Linked DNA regions of Mus musculus: region 2 is linked to region 1. A link is a contact called in public Hi-C data. All regions are on one chromosome and are shown on one strand. The core of a region is the stretch at or near the end of the contact, and the rest is flanking DNA. Distances in the headings are between cores, read along the strand shown.

Evidence for each region. Hi-C and Micro-C count contacts between places; a contact is called where the count stands out from the background.
Region 2: a Hi-C map of bone marrow-derived macrophages shows a contact between it and region 1, with 39 read pairs. The contact joins two enhancer-like sites. A contact is called at or near these places in 3 of 15 datasets of contacts at CTCF or cohesin (the NIH/3T3 cell line, embryonic stem cells and large pre-B cells), 4 of 484 Hi-C or Micro-C datasets (bone marrow-derived macrophages, embryonic stem cells and megakaryocyte progenitors), 7 of 115 datasets of contacts at active chromatin or transcription factors (DN3 thymocytes, the HPC-7 cell line, acute myeloid leukemia and 3 more) and 3 of 9 other capture datasets (adipose tissue, liver and pancreatic islet).

What each region holds. Positions count from the first base shown.
Region 1 is chr2:131,980,297-131,984,393 of GRCm38.p6, reverse strand. No RefSeq gene overlaps it. Among named protein-coding and RNA genes, the nearest start is that of Prnd, 31 kb to the right of the region's middle. Within about 2 kb of position 1,658, at least 19 of the 459 cell types and tissues checked have an H3K27ac peak or open chromatin away from gene starts, as enhancers often do. A contact at or near this core is called in bone marrow-derived macrophages, where this site is marked.
Region 2 is chr2:132,082,447-132,086,543 of GRCm38.p6, reverse strand. All of the region lies in intron 5 of Slc23a2 (solute carrier family 23 (nucleobase transporters), member 2), which reads left to right. Among named protein-coding and RNA genes, the nearest start is that of Gm31179, 54 kb to the right of the region's middle. Within about 2 kb of position 1,928, at least 66 of the 459 cell types and tissues checked have an H3K27ac peak or open chromatin away from gene starts, as enhancers often do. A contact at or near this core is called in bone marrow-derived macrophages, where this site is marked.

The DNA of each region.
Region 1 (4,097 bases), core at 409-2,908:
TAGCCCCTACCCAGATCCTCAACCCATCTTGCATACCTGTGATCTTACTCCTCTGTCTAGCCACACCCCCACTGCAGGAGAAGATAGCAGATATTGGCAACTTATTCTAATTCATTCTCACTGCCCAGGACTCAGCTATCTTGACATCTTAACCCAGGTACTCTGCTCATTATATATCTGGCTTTGCCACAATAGTGGCAAGTACCTATAATCCTAGCACTTGGGATGTGAGGTATGAGATAGTGAGACTAGGTTACATAGAGTTTCGAGGCTAGCCCAACACTCATTGTGAGACTATCTCAGGCAACCAGAACAAACCCCCATGTAGTCAACACTGCAGTCCCAACCCAACCTTTTCTCGGCCATCTTTCTCAATGGTTTACTTCAGCCATGTGCACAGCTCTAGCACTTTGTCATTGGTTCACTTCACCCATGCACACAGCTCTAGCACTTTGTCATTGGTTCACTTCAGCCATGCACACAGCTCTAGCATTTTGCTCACTGTCAGCTCCTTTCTCTATAGTGGAAGCTTCCAGAAAACACAGCTCTCTCTGTTTCGCTCACGGCTGTATTCCTTCTGTTCAAGACACCTTTCTTGCCTGTGCTGAAGGAATGACAGGTTTTCCCAATAGAATGAGTGTATGGCTACATATCTCTGGTAATTCATCCAAGGGTCGGTGGGATAAGAAACGAGCTTCCCTTGGTGGGATGGAATTCAAGTTATATGTTACCCTGGGGTGGAGTGCCAGATCTCTTCCTTTGGCTTCTGGGTAAGAATTTACCAGAGTTCTTTCTTATGATCTTCACCCCATCACACCTGTATCACCCAGCTCAGTTCCACTGTACCATCCTGGTACTTTAGTGCAGTGTCTCAGTGCTCTATGGTGACATCACAGGGCTAGACTGTGACATCACAATGCTCCATGTGAATTCACAATAATGAACTGTGCCATCACACTGCTGCGTTTTTGCCACCACAACATCCCACCCTGACAGCATTGCTGGATGGTGACATCACAGCGTTTATTGTTCTATAACAGTGTGCTACTGTGATATCATAATGTGGTATTGAGTTGTTACACTGCTCCTTTGTGCTATTATCATGCTATCCTTTGACATTAAAGTGCACCAGTGTGTCATTGTGACATCACAGTGCAACAGTGTTCCATGATAATACTGTATTGTGACATCATTATGCTGAATTGTGACATCTTGGAGCATTTCCCTCTGGAGATGGCATACAGTAGAAAGACCAAACATCTTTCTTGTTCTGTCTGGAGTTCTGGATGAAGGATGAGTGTCAGTTTATGTGTCTCTGGGGCACACTTCAACATCAACTTCTGTTCAGGCAGAGCCTTGGGCTGAGGTTCTCCCAGCATGCATTAGGGGAGGTCCTAAATAACTCATCTCCAGAGGGCACCTGTGGAGGCAGGACAGGAGACAGAAGCTCTAGGAGAGATTCAAGGTCATTGTCTATCCCGGAAGGATTTGGAACTAAGGGAAGATTGGCCTCTCTTCAACCTGGCTAGGTGGTAGCTTATGAAAACAAACAAAAACAAACAAATAAAAACTCCCTGCATCTTTCTGTGAGAGGGACTAGACATGGACCCTTGCCTGTCCTGGTTGATGTTAGGATGCCCTCTGGTGGTGACGATGACTGCATAACATCTGCTTCCTAGCTCTACCAGTGATGGGCAAAGTTAGCCTGTACAAGTGCCTGTGCGTGCGTGTGTGTGTGTGTTTGTGTGTGTATGTGTGTGATTTTTCGTTGTGTAGCCCAAATTGACGTGGATTCTAGGCTCTCATACTCATGATTGTAGCCTAGGTAGACCATGTCTTTTACCCTGATGTCCTTACTTGGTTTGTCTATTTGTCCCATACTATTTTGCATAAGTAAGGGGGAAAATGTGATAGCTTCCCACCTTGAACTATGCTTTCCTGAGTTCAGTGGGTTTGGACATAGTTTTTGACGTATTTCTGGTGCATTTTGCACTTCGGTATTTCCCCTTTCTTCTTTTGTTCATTCGTTCATTTGTTCATTCTGTCCTCCTTCTCCCGCCATCTTTTCCTTCCATGTTTCTTTTTTAAAAATTTGAGACAAGGTCACCTTGGATGGTCTGGAAGTCACTATACAGACCAGGTGATCTTGTACTCTCAGCGATCCACCTGCCTCTGCCTGAGCACGGGATTAAAGGCGTGCGTGCTAAGTCTCTCAGCTCTTTTGGTGTTTCCTGTGTCTGGATTCTCAGAATCAAATCTTGACTCCTTTAATGTGAGGCTGTGATCTATGCTGCCCACCTCCCTTTCTTCACTGACCTAATGTATGCAGCATTTATTCTTGTCTCGTGAGGGCTATGCAGAGACTCTTCATGCTGTTTTCCTCAACTGGCAGCAACTACTGCTCTCATTATTGGTTTTAGACTAAAATCCTCACAACCCTGAAAAGACTCAAGAATTATTGCAAAACCCCGAAGGCTGAGGGGATAGCTCACTATCTCTGCCTGTGCTGGACAGGCAGAGAGCATTGAACCTCTGTGACTTATTGGCCAGCCAGTTGAGCCTACTTGGTGAGGTCCAGACCAGTGAGAGACAGACACTGTCTTAAACAGAACAGTGGATGGCTTCCAAGGAAAGCTTAAGGAGAGACACGTGGGGTTGTCCTCTGGCCTTCATATGCACAGACTTGCACACTTGAGTACTCACATACGTGCACATGCGCATGCAAACACACACACCCCACAAGTTAATGATACTGCTCATTTATGAGTAAGCACCGGTACCCATGAAGAATGCTTTCAGTGTGGATGTTGGGTTCGGAGATGGTTGGGGACGTGGGCTCTGTCTTGTCAATCTCTAACTCCCTTAACTGTTCTTTGGCTTTGAGAAATTCAGTATCCTTCTATGCGGGGACACCGAAGCACAGACTATTCTCTTGAAAGGACCCTGATGTTGGATCTAGGTTCATCCTGACAGTTTCATATTATCCTACCTGTGTGGACCTGGCCTCCAAACACTCTCCTTTAGAGGAGCTGGGAGTAGTGAAATGTATTAAGATGCAGTGGGGGAGTGGGTGCCCCCACATTCGCCTATCCAGAAGTTCTGAACAGGGTATTAAACAAGAGTTTTAAATACATGTGGAAAACCCCCCATCTGCTGAACTCAGCCCTTGCCTTCTGAGCTGGTGCCTAGTTCGACAGTGATGTCACCTTTACTACATTCCCAGGCAAAGGCTTGCTCTCATAGTTGTCATTCCTCTGCACAGTACAGGAACTGCTGGGCCAGCTGCAACTTCTCCCCGGGGGGCCTCGGACTTTCCTCTGTCTCTGTGCTCGGTGGGTTTCCTTTCCGGCCAGCCCTAATCTTGCCAATATCAGGAAACAGTGACAAAAGCCGGAGCCAGGGTGTCCTTCAGCTGGCCCCCACATCGCCTTGGCGTGCTGGAGACTCAAGAACAATGGTGCTTGAGAAAGTCTGCCTTCTGTTTCCTCAGGACGGACACCTTCATCCTCACCTCCTGTTTGGGCTGAAGCTGTTTCCCTGGCAGAGACGACTGGCCGGCCACTGGAACTTTTGCCTTGAGAAATGAGGCTTCTCCATATTACCATATAAGCATAGGAGAAGGACTCTGTGCTGTGAACTGGGGAGATAGCTTGTGAACTTGAATTTCTCTGTGTAGTTTTAGGGTTTTTCATTCTTCAAAATAGGAGGACAGAACTCAAGGCCAGCCAAACCTTGCTCTTCCTTCTACATGTCTGTAGGAAGCTAAGGACCCCTACCCAATAGCTCTGTCAGATCTCCTTCAGCACTTCAGTCCTACCTGGGGACAACAGGAGAAGCCCCTGCCTGTCTCTGTCCCTGTCCCTGTCCCTGTCCCTGTCCCTGTCCCTGTCCCTGTCCCTGTCCCTGTCCCTGTCCCTGTCCCTGTCCCTGTCTCTGTCTCTGTCTCTGTCTCTGTCTCTGTCTCTTTGTCTCTGTGTCTGCCCCTGCTCTGTCTGGAGCCACTTGAAGCAGGCCAGAGCCACCCTACCCTGTGCAGCAGGCTTGCTGGTGGATAAAGTTCTCTTGCTCCTGGCTGGGGAGTCTGAGGTATGTTGTGC
Region 2 (4,097 bases), core at 679-3,178, 100 kb before region 1:
GTGCTGAGAATTAGCATCTCAGTTGGCGTTTTAAATTTCTCTGTTTAAAACAAGCAGTTCACACCAAGGAGATGCAAGAGTGGATAGATGGGGAGGGGTGTGGTGGTGTGGGGATGGAGCCCAGAGCTGGGCTGATCCCACCGCTCAGCTAAAGGATTGTATGTAGATGGTTTGTGTTTTGGCTTACTAGTCATTTTTTCAGCCTTCCCCTCATGGAAGTTTTTTCAAGTTAAACTTTTGTGATTTCTTGGATTTCCCAACTCTGGTGGTTATCTGTGTTGTGTTATAAGTTCTGTATTATGTGTTTTTCTGGCATCTGTTGGCACCTGATGCTTCCATCACATTGGGCAGCTAAGGTGATTGAGCCCTGCCTCTTCTGAGGAAGCTAGGAGTGGCCTGTGCGTAGATCCTCCCCGCTTCATTATTGCAGCCTTGAAACTATTGTTCCATAAAAATAGATTCAGGAAAGATGTTGGATTTGAAGGCTGAGCCCTGCGTGTACCTCCCTGGCAGACCTAAGGCTAAGCCCAGAGTGCTCCTCTCTGGCAAACCTAAGGCTGAGCCCACAGTGCTCCTCTCTGGCAGACCCTTCCTTCCCTGCTTTGCTGCCTGAGAGTGTCTTCCTTGTCTCTGGGGACCACCATCGTTTCCATAGGGGGTTGTGAGGCTCACTCCCTAGAGCATGTGTATGTTGGGTGGGCTGATTTCCAGGACACCTCTTCCCGGGCATCCCCTCTGCCTTCCCGCATTGCCTCTCCCTGTACTTCATCTTCATTGCTCAGCTCCTTTGATAGAGACTCAACAGTTCTACATTTGGTTACTTGCTTGGTTACATTTGGTTAGTTTTAGCTACCCCTTGAGCTTGTTCTAAGAGCTCGTTCTAAACCCTTTTAAAAGCTCCCTTTTCCTCTCATCCGGGTAGGGTTATTCAGATTCTCCTTAACCCACAGCCGCCAGCTTGCAGTAGGCATGGCTAGAGGCCCCCACCTCTGTGGAGTCACCTTGGAGGAAGGTTCTCTGAAACCCTGTGCTTCTCTGCCTCACTGATTTTTCTCACAGATGTGGCTAGAAGAGAACCCCACTGTCTTTAGAGGACCCCTCAAGCCTGCTCCAGGAGCCTCACTACTCGGTCATCCCCAATAATGTAAGAGTGCAGGTAGGGGCTACCAAAGGGGCCTCTCGTGGTCAGGCACAAACCTGCTTAAGCAGATAGCAGATTCCTTTGCTGAGCCACTGACACTAGTTCAGTATCTGGTTTCTGATTAGCCACTGCCCATAAGAGAAAGTCTCCTGCTTTCTACCTTATTAGCTTCTTGTAGCCATAGGGTGTGTGTGGCAATGTGTAGTATGTATGTAGTGGGCTGGTGGGGAGTGGGGTCTTGCACAAGTGGTATACTCCCTGAGGGCAGCACACTTTCCAGGTCTTACATCTGGGGATGTTGAGCCCTCACTATCAGAGTGCAGAGAGGTTATTTAGGGAGGTTGGAAATTTCCCCACATTTCATCATCCCTGAGGAGGAGTCCTTGTGTTTGTGAACCAGTTGGAAGTGAAGTTGCAGATAGCATGCTATTCCACTCTAAATGGGATGATAGTCTCTGAGTAACCACAATGCCATTTATCAACTTGAGAAAATAATTATACCATCATATCATCTAATATGCAGTCTACATTTAATTTCCCCAGTTGTCCCTAAAAGATGTGTTATAGCTGTTCCCCAAGCCTCTCCAAGCCATGGTCCAATTAAGCTTGTACAGTGTTTTGCTTGCTATGTCTCTCAACGTTTTAAAGTCCAGGCTAGGTGTCATGGACTCAGACCCCAGTTTGTCTGGTTGTGTCCTTATGGTGCTGTCTGACTGGGTGCATAGTCTCTCACTTGCTGTGAGCTGGAAGATGGGCCAGAGGCATGGATGATTCAGGGTGAATGTTTCATCCAAACTGCCAAGTCGGTGACATCATGACCTTTAGATTACGCCATGCCAAGCAGCACATAATAGCTGGTTGTAGCATTTCCCACAAATAAAAAGTTTACTGCCTACGTTACTAAGAAAGCATCTTAAGTAGTGTGGTGAAGTGGAAGGCCACTGCAAACCCGGAAGGAAATGACCTTGAAAGACATCATTTCTAGTCAGCTTCACTGGGTGACTAGACTCACCATAGACGTGGTGGCTTGGATTCCTTTGTACCACTTACCAGCCATGAGAATTCAGCCACACTGCCTAGCTCCTCAAAGACCATTCCCCCGGATGAAAAATAATATGTAGCATGTTAATGAGTGTTGTGCACGGTAGTGCCTGCCCTGCTGGTGCCGTGAGCTGTCATTATTACCTGGGCTCTGGAAGGGAGGTAGAAGTTTGGTGGAGCAGCGTGTCCCTGATGACTATTACAGGATTGGGTGTGCCCCCTGCTCACACAGGCAGCGTCCTGACTTGGATGGATTAGAAAACAGCAGCGGTCATTCGACCCAGCTCCTCCTGAGGCCTGAGCCCGTCCAGCCTCCATTGCATGTTTGCTGGGGCAGGGATGCTGTCCATGTTTCCACAGATTACTCTTTATCGTTGTTGTTTTAATCTTCAAGGTGTCAGGGATTAAAAGACTGCCTGACTCTTTGCTATTTTTGGATTTAACAAATTTTGTTCCCTCTACACTGTTTTTTGGTGTGTGTGTGTGGGGGGGGGGGGTTTCTTAAAACAGGGTTTCTCTGTGTAGCCCTGGCTGTCCTGAAACTAGCTCTTATAGACTAGGCTGGCGTTAAACTCACAGAGACCCATATGTCTCTGTCTTCTGAGTGCTGGGATCAAAGGCAGGCCACATCACCATCTGTCTTCTCTACACCTCTTTTTATTTGACCATGAGATATGCTAGCCTGGCACATTCCCCATACCACAGGTTGCCCATTCTCTTCCTTGATGCTTCTCCTCTCTAGGCTGGTGGCTAACAAGGGTGAAAGGAGTCAGGTTCTCACCAGATGTTAGGGGAAGGAAGCGCCTTCCACTTCACACAGCTTTGAGACTGTTACCCAGTAGCAGTGCTTTACCAAGCATACCCATAAACTCCCTCAAAGTATTGATAAAAAGTCCTGTGCTAGGTGTGGTGTACATAACTTTAAGGCAGATAGGTCTCTGTGAGTTTGAAGCCAGCCCGGTTTACATGGTGATTTGCAGGCCAGACAAGGCTACATAGTGAGACCCTGTCTTAAAAATGGATTAAATAAGTAAATACCCATTATCTAATGAGTAATTATATTAACACCTAATTGTATTAACATGCAATAAAATGCACCTTTTCTAAAGTGTGTAGTCAGGTGAGTTTTCCTGTGTACACAGTCACATAACCAGTATTGCAGTCAACAGATAGAGAGCCGTGCCACGTGATGCAGCCTTATATTTGGCTTCATTTTATGCTAACAATGTTTGCAAAGGAGATTATCCAAAGGAAAATGTCATCTGATATGGTAAAAAAATGTCCGAGAGGTGCTGGTTGTCCTGGGAGTATTTCCTTCTTGATCTCCCCGCCCCGAGCCCCCCCCCCCCCACCAATCTCAATTCTGGCTACTACACATAGGGTCTAGAAACAGTGAGCCCACTCAGTGTGCAGATCTCTGGTCCTCACTACCAGTCTTTAGGCCAATGGACTAGTTAGTGTTCTCTGAGCAAGTGGCTGACTTAGAGTAGGGCCTGGGAGGACAAGTTGAACCTGGAATATCTCATACTGGAAAGCTATGTTCAGAGAACAATAGGACACGTGGAGCTCCCTTCCGAAGGGACAGGAGCCAACAGGCTCTTCTGGGCAGGTTTGGACAATTCAGTTATTAAGAACATGCATAGTAGTAAGTTATAAAACTTAAATTCATGTGCCTGCAGTGATGTTCAGGAAAGGAAGGTGGAGATACAGTGGAGAAACAGGGAAACTCTTCTTTACAGCAAATGTTGATTATAAACATAGATAAAACCCTAGGAGGACAGTTTGGGCCACATAGCAAGAGTGTGGTTCAAAATATTATTGATTGATTAATTACCAGAGGATCGTAATATCTAAACCTCATTCTAGAATTTAAAGTTAGTGGTAATCACTTCAGATTATTTGCTGTTAGTGAGAA